2 separate regions of the Mus musculus genome follow, and region 1 is linked to region 2. Evidence: chromatin contacts called from public HiCAR-type data. All regions are on one chromosome and are shown on one strand. The core of a region is the stretch at or near the end of the contact, and the rest is flanking DNA. Distances in the headings are between cores, read along the strand shown. Region 1 holds the start of Gm30875 (a long non-coding RNA gene). Region 2 has its middle 16 kb from the start of Lgals9.

Region 1 (6,804 bases), core at 194-2,693, 970 kb before region 2:
TTTCTCAGCCTCTCTGAGCTAGCTTCTGAGTCATAAAGTTAAAAATCATCCACATGTTGCACCTTGTGTTATACACACACACATACACACACACACACACACACACACACACACACACAAAACCAGTACACTGTGTAGGGAAGAGGACAAGAGGACAGCTTTGTGTACTGGTTCTCTTCTTCCACCTTTATGTGGTTTCAAGGGATTGAGTGTAAAGCTAAACACTTTTACCAATTCTCCTGAGCATTCTTTTTTTTTTTTTTTTGGTGGTTTTTTTTTTTTTTTTGAGACAGGGTTTCTCTGTGTATCCCAGGCTGTCCTGGAACTCACTCTGTAGTCCAGGCTGGCCTGGAACTCAGAAATCTGCCTGCCTCTGAAAGACCCACAACATGAGGACTCCCCCACGTTCTGACTCAGGAGAGGCGACACCCCAAAATCACCCACAAGAAACGGTCTCGCTGCAAACTGCAAGAGGATTTTTTTATTCAAGAGCGCTCTAGGGCCCATGGTCATACACCACGCAGGGGTAGAGGACCGTGGTGCCCCGAGTAAGGGGGTATTTAAAGGAAGAAACCACAACTCAAGGAGGTGGGAAGGGCGTTGTTGGAAAATACCAAAAATACCAGTTAAGAGTCACAAGGAACCGGGCGTGGTGGCGCATGCCTTTAATCCCAGCACTCGGGAGGCAGAGGCAGGCGGATTTCTGAGTTCGAGGTCAGCCTGGTCAACAAAGTGAGTTCCAGGACAGCTAGGGCTATACAGAGAAACCCTGTCTGGGGGGGGGGGGGGGGGAAAGAGTCACAAGGAAGTGCAAAGTTACAAGAGTCACCACGAGGAATACCTGGTAATTGTGAGGGTTATTTCTCAAAACAGTTTCTAAGAGCCCCTAACAAAAGCACATTTGCATAGCGGGTTCCAGCAATGGTCAGGGTGACTTTCTTTGAATGAACACTCTTTGAACCCAGGAAGCGGGTCGGTAGAGGAATGTCCCTATCTGTTTTATGATTAGCATACCTTTACAAAGGCCACATTCCCAAGCCTGGGCCTAAAGGCCTAGAATTCTGTTTTTACTTTGTTATACTTTCACCTCTGCCTGCCAAGTGCTGGGATTAAAAGCGTGCTCCACCACTGCCCGGTTTAACAAATTTTTAAAAATCTAACAACAAAAAGAGCCAGGTGGTGACTGAGCATTGACTAGCATACATACCATTGTTGAAAATATTAGTATAAAGTACTATATAAATGGTTCGATCTGGAAGAGTAGAAGGATTTAAAAAATAAATGTATCCAGGGGTGTGAGGGGAAAGAAGAAAGGAAGAGAATGATTTGGACATTCCAGGATACCAATACCTGGAATTTAGAAAGAAAGAGCAGAGATGCTGTTGCCAGCCCTGGGGCTGATCATATTTGATGTTAATTCCTGTGAGGGGCTGTGAACAAGGAATGAGTCAGCACTCAGGGGATTTCCTGCAAACCTGCACCCCACCTTAATTTGTAAAATAAAGGAGAGCTGATGATTGGGCAGATAAAAGGGAAGGTGGAGGGGAAGGTTGAGGGGGAGAGAAGATAGAGAAAATGGAGAGGGAGAGGAGGAGGAAGAAGAAAAGTGGAGCAGAAGCACATGGCCTGGAGAAACCACAAGTTCTAAGGGGTCTCATAGAATAGTGTGGCAGTAGATCTGCCCAATCTAGGCTCACAGCATGTATTCAAATAAACTGAGTTGTGTTATCATTGCCAGGGCATAGTTGGGTTGGAGATTTACTGCTGCAAGATGCAGAGGTGAGTGGAGTGTGTGTGTGATGAGATTGTGATGGTTCCTTATTTTTTTTTAAAGATTTATTTATTTATTATATGTAAGTACACTGTAGCTGTCTTCAGACACTCCAGAAGAGGGAGTCAGATCTCGTTATGGATGGTTGTGAGCCACCATGTGGTTGCTGGGATTTGAACTCTGAACCTTCGGAAGAGCAGTCGGGTGCTCTTACCCACTGAGCCATCTCACCAGCCTGTGATAATTACTTTTAATTGTCATTTTGACTCAATATAGAATCACTTGGGAAGAGTCGCAGTGAGGGACTGTCTAGATCAGGTTGGCCTGTGGGAGATTATCTTGATTCTCTGTGAAGATCCAGGCCACTGGGGGTAGTACCATTCCTTAGGCCAGGAGTTTGAGGACCATGTAAGTTTAGAGAGGGTGTTGAATGCAAGTTAGCTTACATACATCTCTCTCTCTCTCTCCCTTTTTCCTGCCCCTCCCCCCCTTGCCTGAGACTAGCTGTTCTCAAGTTCCTGCCACCTTGACTTCCCCACAATAATGGACTGTGCATGCAGCCTGAAATTGCCATCTAAAGCAGATCCCGTCTCCGCTGAGTTGCTTTTGTCTGAGTGTTTTTATCACAACAAGAGAAATGAAGCTGGAACAGAAACAGAATGAACAATGTGAAGGGAAACTAAGCAACACAAAAACATTTCCAGAACTAAACCCAAACCTAGCTAAACTGAGCCGGGCTACCCAGCTCAATGAATGAAAAGACACACATTAAGGCATGTCTTCCTGCCTTTTCAGAATATCAAAAATAGAGAAACCCTGTCTTGAAAAACCAAAACCTAACAAGCAAAAAGAATCATATAATCAGACAAATTACCACATTAATCAAGTGAGGTGATCAACCAAAGAAATTTTGAGACAATTAAGATCTTTAATTTTTTTTTATCATCTTACCCCTTTTCAGAAAGTTACTGGAGAATGTGCCCTACCAAACTAAAGGAAAAATAAATACAGAATCCAGATCACAAGGGACTCACACAAGAGCTGAAATCCCAGGACGACAGTGAAGAGAAACCCTAGAACAACAGTTGTGCAATTGGCTTCCTATTCAACCGTTCCGCAGTCACGATCGTATTAGGAAGACATTGTGAATATTTACAGTTCGGACAGCGCATTAGAGGGGACATTAATGGATCATGAGTACATAGAAAGCTTAATAAACCACATTTCATAATAACTGATCCCGGGAAAAACAAAAGGCTGGTAAAGGAAATACCGCTGCGTTATACTACACAGGGACACCGTGAACAGTAGCTTTGATTCCATAATAATGTAAATTAAAGTTTTATTTAGCCCACAATTGAGTTGCCCTTTGGGGGGAGAATTGAAGAAGATGAATGAAGAGCAGAACTGGCGAGGGACCAGCGACAATACCACACTTAGTGGGAACCAGACTCCGCTCGTCTCTCCGTAAAGACAGAGTTTTCCTGCAGTCTTGAACCCCCTTTCAGATTGATGAAGACTTCATAATCACCTGCTTTGGGGGAAACGGCAGGGAGTGCTCTCCTCAACTCAAGAGCCCCAGGAAAAGCGGCTTCTGGGAAGGCTGAAGCCCGGGCACCGCCCACGGCCTGCTTTCACAAGGAACGTGTGGTGGGCAGAGGCCGGTCCGTCGCTCGCTCGGAGAAGGATCAGGGAGCTGAGGCCAGGCGGGAGGATGGTGACCCGGTCCTGTTGTCGCGAGCGCAGTCGCGGACCCGGGCCGGCGGGAGACTTCCTTAGGGCGGTGCCTGCTCCGTGAGGAAAGCATCGGTTCCATTCCTGCACCCGGAGCTGCGACACCCAGCTAACTAAGACCTGTCCGTTCGCCAGTGCGGACTCCACCAGTCTTAGTGCTCCCGTTCCCACCCCACCTCCGACCTAGATCCCTCTCTCACCCCAGCCTCAATCCCACCCCTCTTCAGACCTGGGTCCCTTTTCCAATTCTAGTCTTAACCAATCCATCACTGAAGACCCACACATCCTCCCAGGACCTCCCCTCAGCCTTTCTAAGACATGAATCCTTCTCATCACTTCAGATCTTGATCTCTGTCTCCCATCTTGATCCTCTCTCCACTCTCACACCAGACCTGGAACCCTCTTCTATACCTAGGACCTATCTCCATCCTCACCTCAGACTTGACCCTTTCTTCCCACCCTGGCGTGGCGGAGATTCTCACCTCCTAACTAGCTAAGCGCTGCCCTCACTGTCTTACCCTAACTCCTCCAGCTTCGCAGCCCTCAAAGGCTCTGCTCAAAGGAAATGTGCAGGCAGGAGGGCAGGTGGCGGCTCGGCAGTGTGTTCCCGACTCCCGCGACTCCCCGGTACCGAGTCTCTCAGCCCTGCCCCGCAAGTCACTACAAGGCGTGTTCGGATCAAAGTGAGCCACAATGGGTTGATTCTATGCCTAAAAGCATAATAAGAGCTGTCAAGCTGTGGAAGGAAGAAGGCTCCTGGTAGAGGTAGAAAAGAACCCGGGGAGCTAATGGGGGGGGGGGGGGGCGGGGCGGTATCTGAATAACACCGAAGTGCTACACGTTGGTTCTAAGGAACATCTAAAAATCTGGTGACAGATCGATAGAAATAGCTAGAGAAGTTTCATATAACGGCACAGTGAAGTTAAACTCAGAGAGGATGTAAGCCGGGAGGGAATGCTATTATTTTTATAACTTCAGAACACTCATTGGCTTTTAAAACGAAAACGAATGTAACCAAAACAAAAACTGCGTAAAAGAACCATGGTTAGTCACCTTTGTTTACTCCATGCGTTAGATTTCCCAGCAAGCTCCCCACTTACTAGCTGTGTGATCTTGCCCAAGTAACTTCATTTAGAGCCTGGTTTGCTTATCTGTTAAATGAGGGTACTAACACACAGCTGCTTAGGAATTAATGACAAGGTAGGCAAAGTCCTTTGTGATGCCTGTGATGGGCACAGACTAGCTGTCCAATGAGCCTTATGAATGAAGTTATTCTAAATGAATAAGGCGGTTTGTAGTCAAAAAGCGGCCTCTTGTCCACAATACCTGTGTGTTGAAGAGCTGGGGTGGAGGCGATCCAATTTGAATGTGGGTTTCTTTTTTTCTTTTTCTTTTTTTTTTCTTTTTTAGCAAACCAAGTTGTAAAAGAGCGACCAATAATTGAGCTGCTTGGGTGAACAATTTGAGGTCTTTTAAAATGTTAATTTGTACCTGGACAGTTCCCAGTGGCGACAAAAAGGCACAGACTCTTCCAGAAGAACAATTCTCCTCATTATGAGAATCTCATTTCATTTACAAAACGTGGTCTGCCTATGAAAAATGAATCTCAAGGTTCCTTACACAGAAACGATTCTGACAATTAAAACTAACAGTGTCAAAAACAAAACAAAACAACAACAACAACAACAACCAAAACTAACAGTGTCTAGAAGGAAAGCCAAGGGTATTTGCTTCGAGTTATCGGTGAGAAATTCAGGTAAAGTATACTTTCCCCTCGCTAAGCCTAAAGGGATGCTGAACATGCCATTTGAACTGCAGCTTAATTCTGAACCTTTTCTTTAAACTATTAAATGTTTTCTTTATTTTTTTAAAGATTTATTTATTTATTTTATGCATGTGAGTACACTGTAGCTGTCTTCAGACACACCAGTAGAGGGCATCGGATCCCATTACAGATGATTGTGAGCCACCATGTGGTTGCTGGGAATTGAACTCAGGACCTCTGGAAGAGCAGTCGGTGCTCTTAACCATTGAGCCATTGTTCCAGCCCCTAAGTGTTTTCTTTAAACAGAAATTACAAAAACCAATGTCTTGTCCAGCATGCCTTTAATTCCAGCACTTGGGAGGCAGAGGCAGGTGGATTTCTGAGTTCTAGGCCAGCCTGGTCTACAGAGTAAGTTCCAGGACACTATACAGTATAGTATAGAAACACTATACTGTCTCAGAAAAAACCAAAACCAAAACCAAAAAACCAAAAAACCAAAACCAATGTCTTCATTATATTACTCATATTGGCAACATGGTTCCCCTGATAACAAATATGAATGGTCTGGGGAACAGTTCTCCAAGATTTACTTATCAATTAAATTTTATTTATTTACTTATTATTGTGTGTGTGTGTGTGTGTGTGTGTGTGTGTGTGTGTAGAGCCCTGCTGTGCTGTGGTGACCAGAGGACAATCTGTGGAGCTGGCTCTTTTCTTCTACTTCTACTTGGGTTCCAGGGATCAGACTCAGATGGGCAGCAGAGCAGCAAGTGTCTTTACCCTCGGAGCCATCTTATCAGCCCTGGTTTATCTTGTTTAAACACCTCCCACACACTCCTAAAGGGGATTATACAATATGTTACTCTTCAATTTGCTCTTTAAATTTTTTTTTCGAGACAGGGTTTCTCTGCATAGCTCTGGCTGTCCTGGAACTCACTCTGTAGACCAGGTTGGCCTCAAACTCAGAAATCCGCCTGCCTCTGCCTCCCAAGTACTGGGATTAAAGGCGTGTGCCACCACAAAATTTGTAATAGAGTGCAATAGTCCTGTTTCCATTTCATCGTGTATGCATGCACTTCATTGCGTATGTATATACATACCATTCTCTTCATCCCTTTTCTGAATTGTTATTGTTTTTTTTAAATTTTTAAAAAATTTATTTATTATATGTAAGTACACTGTAGCTGTCTTCAGACACTTTTTCTTCTCTCTCCAGTCCCGTTCACTCTGGCCCAAAGATTTATTTATTTATTATATGTAAATATACTATAGTTGTCTTCAGACACCCCAGAAGAGGGCATCAGATCTCATTATGGATGGCTGTGAGCCACCATTGTGGTTGCTGGGACTTGAACTAAGGGCTCTTAACCACTGGGCCATCTCTCCAGCCTCCTGGTTTTGGTTTTTGATAGTGTTTCTATATAGTCCAGGCTGCTGCTGCTCCCATCTCCTAAATGCTGGGATTACTGATATGTAATCCTATTGAACCTCGTTCTCTTTAACAGTTCTAGAGTAGGGACTGGGGAGAGGGCTT
Region 2 (6,935 bases), core at 625-3,124:
TCTCGGTGCAGTTAATATTGTACCATGACCTTCTCTCCCTGCAGCTGCACTTGCCATGCCTCTCACACCTGTGAACCAGCCTTTCCTCACACAGATACCACCTCTGTGCCGGGCAAGGACTTCCCAGGACACAGCTCCATGGGTGCTCTTCACCTTCCAGCCTCCTCCAGCTAGTCACACCCTCCTCTTTGTCACCCAAGGATCCCTCTAAAATAAGCATACCTCTGTCCTACTTGAGACTCCTTAGCCTGGACCCTGAGTCTGCTGGATGGGCCTGGGTCTTCTCCAGTGTAACTGGCCCTGTACTTTGTTCTCCACCTGTGCTCTGCAGTCCCTGGGAGCTGCCTTGCTACCTGGAGATAGGAGTGTGCACATACATGTCTGTACAGAGCCCATCAGTCACCATCATCTTAGCGAGCTGTCCTGTCCACGCAGGCACTTATCTATGCTTAACCAGACCCACCCTTCTCAGAAGACCACCTTACTACCATAGCCAGGCCAGGAAAAAACAAATGACAGAAAACCCAGCATGCCCACTCCGCCGCCTGAGCGCCTGACAACCAGCTGCTCCTTAACCCCCAGTCCCCTTCGGAAGTAGACCTGCCACCAGTTTTGACTTACAGTGAGAAAACAGAGGTATTGAGACTAGAATGCTTGCCTGGTTTCACCTAACTGCCAAGGCTCCATGCACAGACTCTCCTCAGACCTGGAGCAAACTCACTTCCTTCGCAGCAGGTAGTAATTTCCATCACCATAACGCCCAACCCAAATGATTCTATTTTATTACCCCTTGAAAGGAAAGATCCCCTTAATCCCAGGGTGGGAGAACTGTGCACGGCGCTCCCTCCAGCAGAGACTCTTCATGGGTAGAGTAGACTCCTGGAGGGCTTGTGAGGCTCCGGAGCTGGCCTTCTCCCTGACCTTAACCTTGACCTGGCACCCAGTACCTATGGTCGTCTGTGCTGGATACATGAGTCATTCTTTAAGATGCATTGTTGACCCAATCAGGTGAGCATAAGACCACTGTCACAACATTTGAGCCCAATTTGAAGCAAACTTTATTAAATACTGGCCAGGAGGATGGACACTAGCCAGGTCCATACCCAGGATTCTCAGAGAGTGGCCACAAATGACGTTAGTCGGGTGCTTATAAAGACAAACCCCACAGGACTACATACTTCCTGCCTTTGTCCAACTGGAGGCAAACATACATCCTGATGTGCGTCCCGCCTCAGCAGCTACAGCTTACATCTGATCAAACACATCCTGTGCAGCTGGGCCAACCGACTTGCTTTCAGAAGTAAAGATATATGATATGGCTTCTTATCTTCCAATGAGCCACAGTGTCCAGTATTCTAGGAAGTTATCTGTCTCTGGGCAAGCAGGGCTCATGAGTTAGAGAGGTTTTTGTTTTATAGATCTTTAAGCTTGGTAATTAAGACTTAAAGCAAAACCCTAGCCCTCACAGCATCCTAAATGTGTAGCTTGGAGGGGACAACAGTGAGAAAATGTCAATTTCCAGCCATGTCCTACAACCACACAGCCCGGTTGCAATTGCTGAGGCGGCTGGAGCTACATTGTGCTAACTGTCCCTTCCTAGCTACAGCTGATGTGTTTGCTTAAGGCTTGTTACAGCCTCAAGGTGGGGAGAGTTGACGCAGCTGCTTCATCTGTTCCCTCCCCCACACTCCATTCCCAGAAATCAGCTGATATCCTTAAGAAGTTCTCCATAGCATCCGGTTCTCCCTGTAGACTTGTCCCAGAAGGAGGGAGGATTGGAGAGGGAACCAAAGGGCAGACCCTGATGAGCCTATGTCCTTGTTCTGCCTTGTAAGGGAATCTTAGCTCCCTTCGCCACACCCCTCCAGGTGTCTGCTTCCCACAGGATCAGTTTCAATTTCCCCAGGCAAGAAGCATGACTCAGCAGCTGTTCAGGCAGGAAGGCTGGGCCTACCGAACTTCAGGTTCATGCTGTACTGGACCTGGAGTCTCCTGACCTGCCCAAAATTACTAACATCATTTGTGGCCATTCTCTGGAAATCCTGGGTATGGGCCTAGCTAGTGTCCATCCTCCTGGCTAGTATTTAATAAAGCTTGCTTCAAATTGGGCTCAAACATTGTGACAGTGGTTTGATTTCCCTGTGAACATTCGAATGAAACATTGCCCAGTGAGTACAAGACACAGACGTAAACACCAAAAGAGGCACAGCTGGGAACCTGCGGCAGGAGGATTGCTATGAGTGTGAGGCTATCCAGGGCTTCAGAATGATACACTGTCCCCACAAACCAAAAGCTGGAAGAAGAGCTTCTGGGGGCAGTGAGAAAGAGGACAGCCTGTCCTAGTGACGCAGTGAGCCCCACATGTTACCCCTGACTGTCAGCCTGCAGGCATCTGGCCCCCAGTCCCTCACTAGGTGCTTTCTGGGTTATGGCTAATCCTCTCTGAGATTATGGGATAACAGTAGAGACGATGACAGCTCTAGGTCATTGCTGTCTCTGCTCATATACAGAAAGGCATGAATTTTGGTTTTTGTGGTGATGGAGGGTGGGGCAAGATCTGTGCGTGTATGTGTGTGTATACATACATATACATGTATGTGCAATATATTACACAATTTGTAATACATTGCATACATGTATGTGTATATTAGGGCTGGAGAGATGGCTCAGCAGTTAATAGCTTGCTGCTCTTGCAAAGAGCCTGGATTTGATTCCCAGCATCCACATGGTTGCTCACAAGGGTCCCTAACTCCAGCTCCAGGATATCTCACACCCTCTTCTGATATCCATGGGCGCTGCACAAACAGGCATGCATGCAGATAAAACACTTGTACACATGAGTAAAAATAAATCTTGGGGCTGGAGAGATGGCTCAGTGGTTAAGAGCACTGACTGCTCTTCCGGAGAACCTGAGTTCAATTCCCAGCAACCACATGGTGGCTCGCATCCATCTGTAATGGGATCTGATGCCCAATTCTGCTGTGTCTGAAGAGAGCAATAGTGTACTCATATACATAAAAAAAATAAATAAATCTTTAAAAAAAATTTTTTTTTTTTATAAAAGGTGGTAATGGTCTTGTTCTTGCCTAGTGTGATTAACACCTTTCTCACTGATGGGAGTCCTCCCCTCAGAAGGGTCCCCTGTGCCACTTCCCAGTCAGCTTGCACTCCTCCCAGGTGTAACTAATGCTCAATATTTTTTCACGGCAGGACTCAGAAGAGCCATAGCCTAGAGGCAGCAAAGTGGCTCAGGGGGTAAATGTTGTAGAAAGTATTTAAATCCTGGCTGGCCTAAGGTTTCTACCCCACCTTAGGCCATTTAAATTCCTGGGTGAAAGACAAAGCAAGGCCTAAGACTTATATTGACAATAAGCCTTAAAACAGCACAACACCTGGGCAGCTCTACTCTCCACGCTATCAGAATCTATTTTCCTATTGATGACCCTGAGGGTTACTTATTATGTTTCATCTGGACTGTTCTTAAATCCAATTGAGCGACCCTAAGGGCCACGTTCTCTTGACCCCTAACTCATGGCAGCTTCTCCTGCCTTCTTCCTCTTCCTCCTCATCTCTCCTCCAATCCCAAGCTCTGGAAACCTAAACCCCATCTATGTCTCTCCTGGCATCTTTAGTTACCAATCAGAAATAGCTTAGGGGGCTGGAGAGATGGCTCAGTGGTTAAGAGCACCGACTGCTCTTCCGAAGGTCCTGAGTTCAAATCCCATCAACCACATGGTGGCTCACAACCATCCGGAATGAGATCTGACATCCTCTTCTGGTGCATCTGAAGACAGTTACAGTGTACTTAGATATAATAATAAATAAATCTTAGAAAGAAAGAAAGAAAGAAAGGAAGAAAGAAAGAAAGAAAGAAAGAACTTAGGGTCAGGGTCACTCAGCATCTTACCTGGGGACTCTCTAATCTCTGGGGCAATCTGCCTGGGTGTTTGGGTTTTTTTGTTGTTGTTTAGTTTTGTTTTTGGTTTTTCAAGACAGGGTTTCTTTGTGTAGACCTGGCTGTCCTGGAACTTACTTTGTAGACCAGGCTGGCCTCGAACTCAGAAATCCGCCTGCCTCTGCCTCCCAAGTGCTGGGATTAAAGGCGTGTGCCACCATGCCCGGCTTTTTTTTTTTTTTTAAGATTTATTTATTATTATATGTATGTACACTGTAGCTGTCTTCAGAAACACCAGAAGAAGGCATCAGATCTCATTACAGATGGTTGTGAACCACCATGTGGTTGCTGGGATTTGAACTCAGGACCTTAGGAAGAGTTGAGCCATCTCTTCAGCCCCAAACAGCAGACAAGCCTCTTTCTTTCTGTCTTTCTTTCCTTGGGGAGGTGTGGGGGGGTTCGAGACAAGGTTTCTCTGTATAGCCCTGGCTGTCCTGGAACTCACTCTGTAGACCAGGCTGGCCTTGAACTCAGAAATCCGCCTGCCTCTGCCTACTGAGTGCTGGGATTAAAAGCATGCGCCACCACGCCCGCCCAGCTCTGGCTGGGTGTTTAATGTATTAGCATTTAAACAGGGCAACCTACTACAGGTGAAGATGCTTAGACTGATAACCTGAGACCTGGGATCCTCAAGATGGAAGGAACTGACTCCCAAGGACTGTTCTGTACCTACACATGCATGCTGTGGCTTGCATATCCCCCTCCCCCACCACACACAAAATAAACAAATGTAACAACTTTTTCAAGAATTCAGAAAGAGTCTCTGAATACTTTGCATTGATATAAAAGACATTAGCTGACAAACTCTTAAAGTAAAAATCTTTTTTATTAAATAATAAACCATGTATCTTTCTGGTTTCTCAAGTTGATGCTGAGATAGCTACAATCCAATTGAAGCATAAACAGAGAACAAATTCTATTAGAAAATCTGGTTTGAGAGAAGTTTGACAGAGTAAACATGTACTTTCCTTAAAGATGAAGGCTCTTAAATACTGTATTGAGAAAGTTCAATTTTAGTCCCTTTAGTTGCCAAAAAAAGAAAAAGAAAAATTGGGAGCTGGCAAGCTCAGCATAAAAGTGTTTTCAGTACAAGCTTGACGACCTGACTTCCAACCTGGGAACCTGCAATAGAAGGAAAATACTTACAAAGATCTGGTCAAGCGGAAGGTTTTTATTGTTGGTCTGAAAGACAGAACAGCTGGAGGCATCTGGAGAGTCCAGAGCAGAGAGAGAAAGAAAGAAGTAGTCTGAGCATGGCCAGCAGACTAGACATGGGCAGGGCTGTCTGTGAGAAAGGAGAGAACAGTAGGAGATAGAGATCAGTGAAAAGCCGGAGCACACACGAACGCACATGCACATGGTGGGGGGGCGGGGGGGGGGACAGACACAGAGAAAATAAGGTTTATAAGAATAAGTAGAAACCGGCAGGAGCTTAGGGTAGGGAGGAGGCAGGAAGGGCTAGGATGCCAGCACAGACTTTGAAATGTGTACCAAGTTATATTGAGGGAGCCTAAGGCTAGCCTGGACTTTGACATGCTGAGAGACACCACAGGCATTTTGTTAATGGGGAAGCCATGTGTCCCTTTTGCCAGAATTAGGGGAAATGGCTCCTTTTGGCAAGTGGGAGCCACTTTCATGAGTTTCTGAGGAATGCTGGCTTTTATCAAACCAACAGAATTCCTCATCAACCAGACTGAGCTCATCTCTGGATACTTGTATGGCCTTTTGGAGTTTGGGGAATTGAAGTTTCCTTTTGGACCTGGCAGTACTGACCTCTGACTTTCTCATGCACACTGGAGCACCAGAATACCCCCAATAATGCTAATAACATTTAAATGGGCATATTCAGTGCAATTCATTATGTATAATTAAGATCAAGGTTTCCAAATAACATATCTGTTGTAATATAAACTGGAGAAATGAGAGTATCAACATAATCTTTTGATTACCATGAACTTTTAATTTTATATACATAACTTTTTTACTAGATTTATCTTTTATTGTATGTGTATGGGTGTTTGCCTGAACAAATGTATGTGTGAAAGACTCTGAGAGGAGTCCCTCGCTCGGGCCTCGGGACAATAGCGGACACCAAAGAACTCACGAGAGACCAAGCTTGATGCAAACCACATGAGGCTTTATTCAGGCAAAGCCAGAGCTCTGGGGATGACTCATATCCCACACAGGGGTAGAGGAGTCGACCTTGAGGGGAAAGAGGCCCCAGTTTTTATAGGCCCTCAGTGGGGAAAGGAGAAGGGGGATAGTAGGGGATTTCCCGATCTAAACAATGTCTATTCTCAAGAAATGGGTATGGGAGGGGTACAAGGAAAGAGTCTGGTGCAGGTGTAGCGACTCTAGATTGGCCCAGCTGTGGTTGCTGGGGAGATTTTCCGATTCTATCTTAGCAACCAATATCACAAACACCTGGCAGTGAGGTGCAGCAGTGGGCACACACCTGGGTTCAAGGAACGGTCAAAACACTGGCAGACACATGGGTTCAAGGAGTGGCCAGAGCATTGTGCACCTCTATTTTTCTAAATCAGTGAAGCTACTTTAACTAACAATGAAATCTATTTTGCCAATTTGAGGGCTTCTGTGACCTTTTACATTCTGTCAGGATCTTTCATGTGCACCTTGACAAGCATGCTTGGTGTCCTCAGAGGTAAGACAACATCAGATCCACTGGAGTTATGGCTTCTGAAGGTCTGAGCTGCCATGTGGGTGCTAGGAGTTGAACCTGGTTCTTTTGCAAGAGCAGCAAATGTTTGAGCCAGATAAGCCTTTATGTGAGCCCTACATTCCAGAGGCAGAGGCAGTGGGATCTCTGCGCATGGGGTCAGCCTGCTTAGCAGCGTTCTGGGACAGTCAGGGTGACACAGAGAAACCATGTCTAGAGAACAAAAGTGCCACACCCACTCCAGTGGAGTCTGCGTGACAAGTCCAAAAGCTTGGCTTCAGTCCTGAGGCAAGAAGTTTCATG

The links. HiCAR-type assays count read pairs that join an accessible place to other places.
Region 1: a contact with region 2 is called in a HiCAR-type map of embryonic stem cells, with 7 times the contacts expected there. The contact joins two enhancer-like sites. A contact is called at or near these places in 2 of 39 promoter capture datasets (the C10 cell line and hippocampal neurons) and 3 of 115 datasets of contacts at active chromatin or transcription factors (embryonic stem cells and large pre-B cells).

What each region holds. Positions count from the first base shown.
Region 1 is chr11:79,971,065-79,977,868 of GRCm38.p6, reverse strand. Gm30875 (a long non-coding RNA gene) reads right to left here and starts at 4,874. Exons shown (of 2, transcript XR_388888.4): 1 at 4,832-4,874; 2 at 2,691-4,215. Within about 2 kb of position 1,443, at least 7 of the 459 cell types and tissues checked have an H3K27ac peak or open chromatin away from gene starts, as enhancers often do. A contact at or near this core is called in embryonic stem cells, where this site is marked.
Region 2 is chr11:78,997,555-79,004,489 of GRCm38.p6, reverse strand. No RefSeq gene overlaps it. Among named protein-coding and RNA genes, the nearest start is that of Lgals9, 16 kb to the right of the region's middle. Within about 2 kb of position 1,874, at least 150 of the 459 cell types and tissues checked have an H3K27ac peak or open chromatin away from gene starts, as enhancers often do. A contact at or near this core is called in embryonic stem cells, where this site is marked.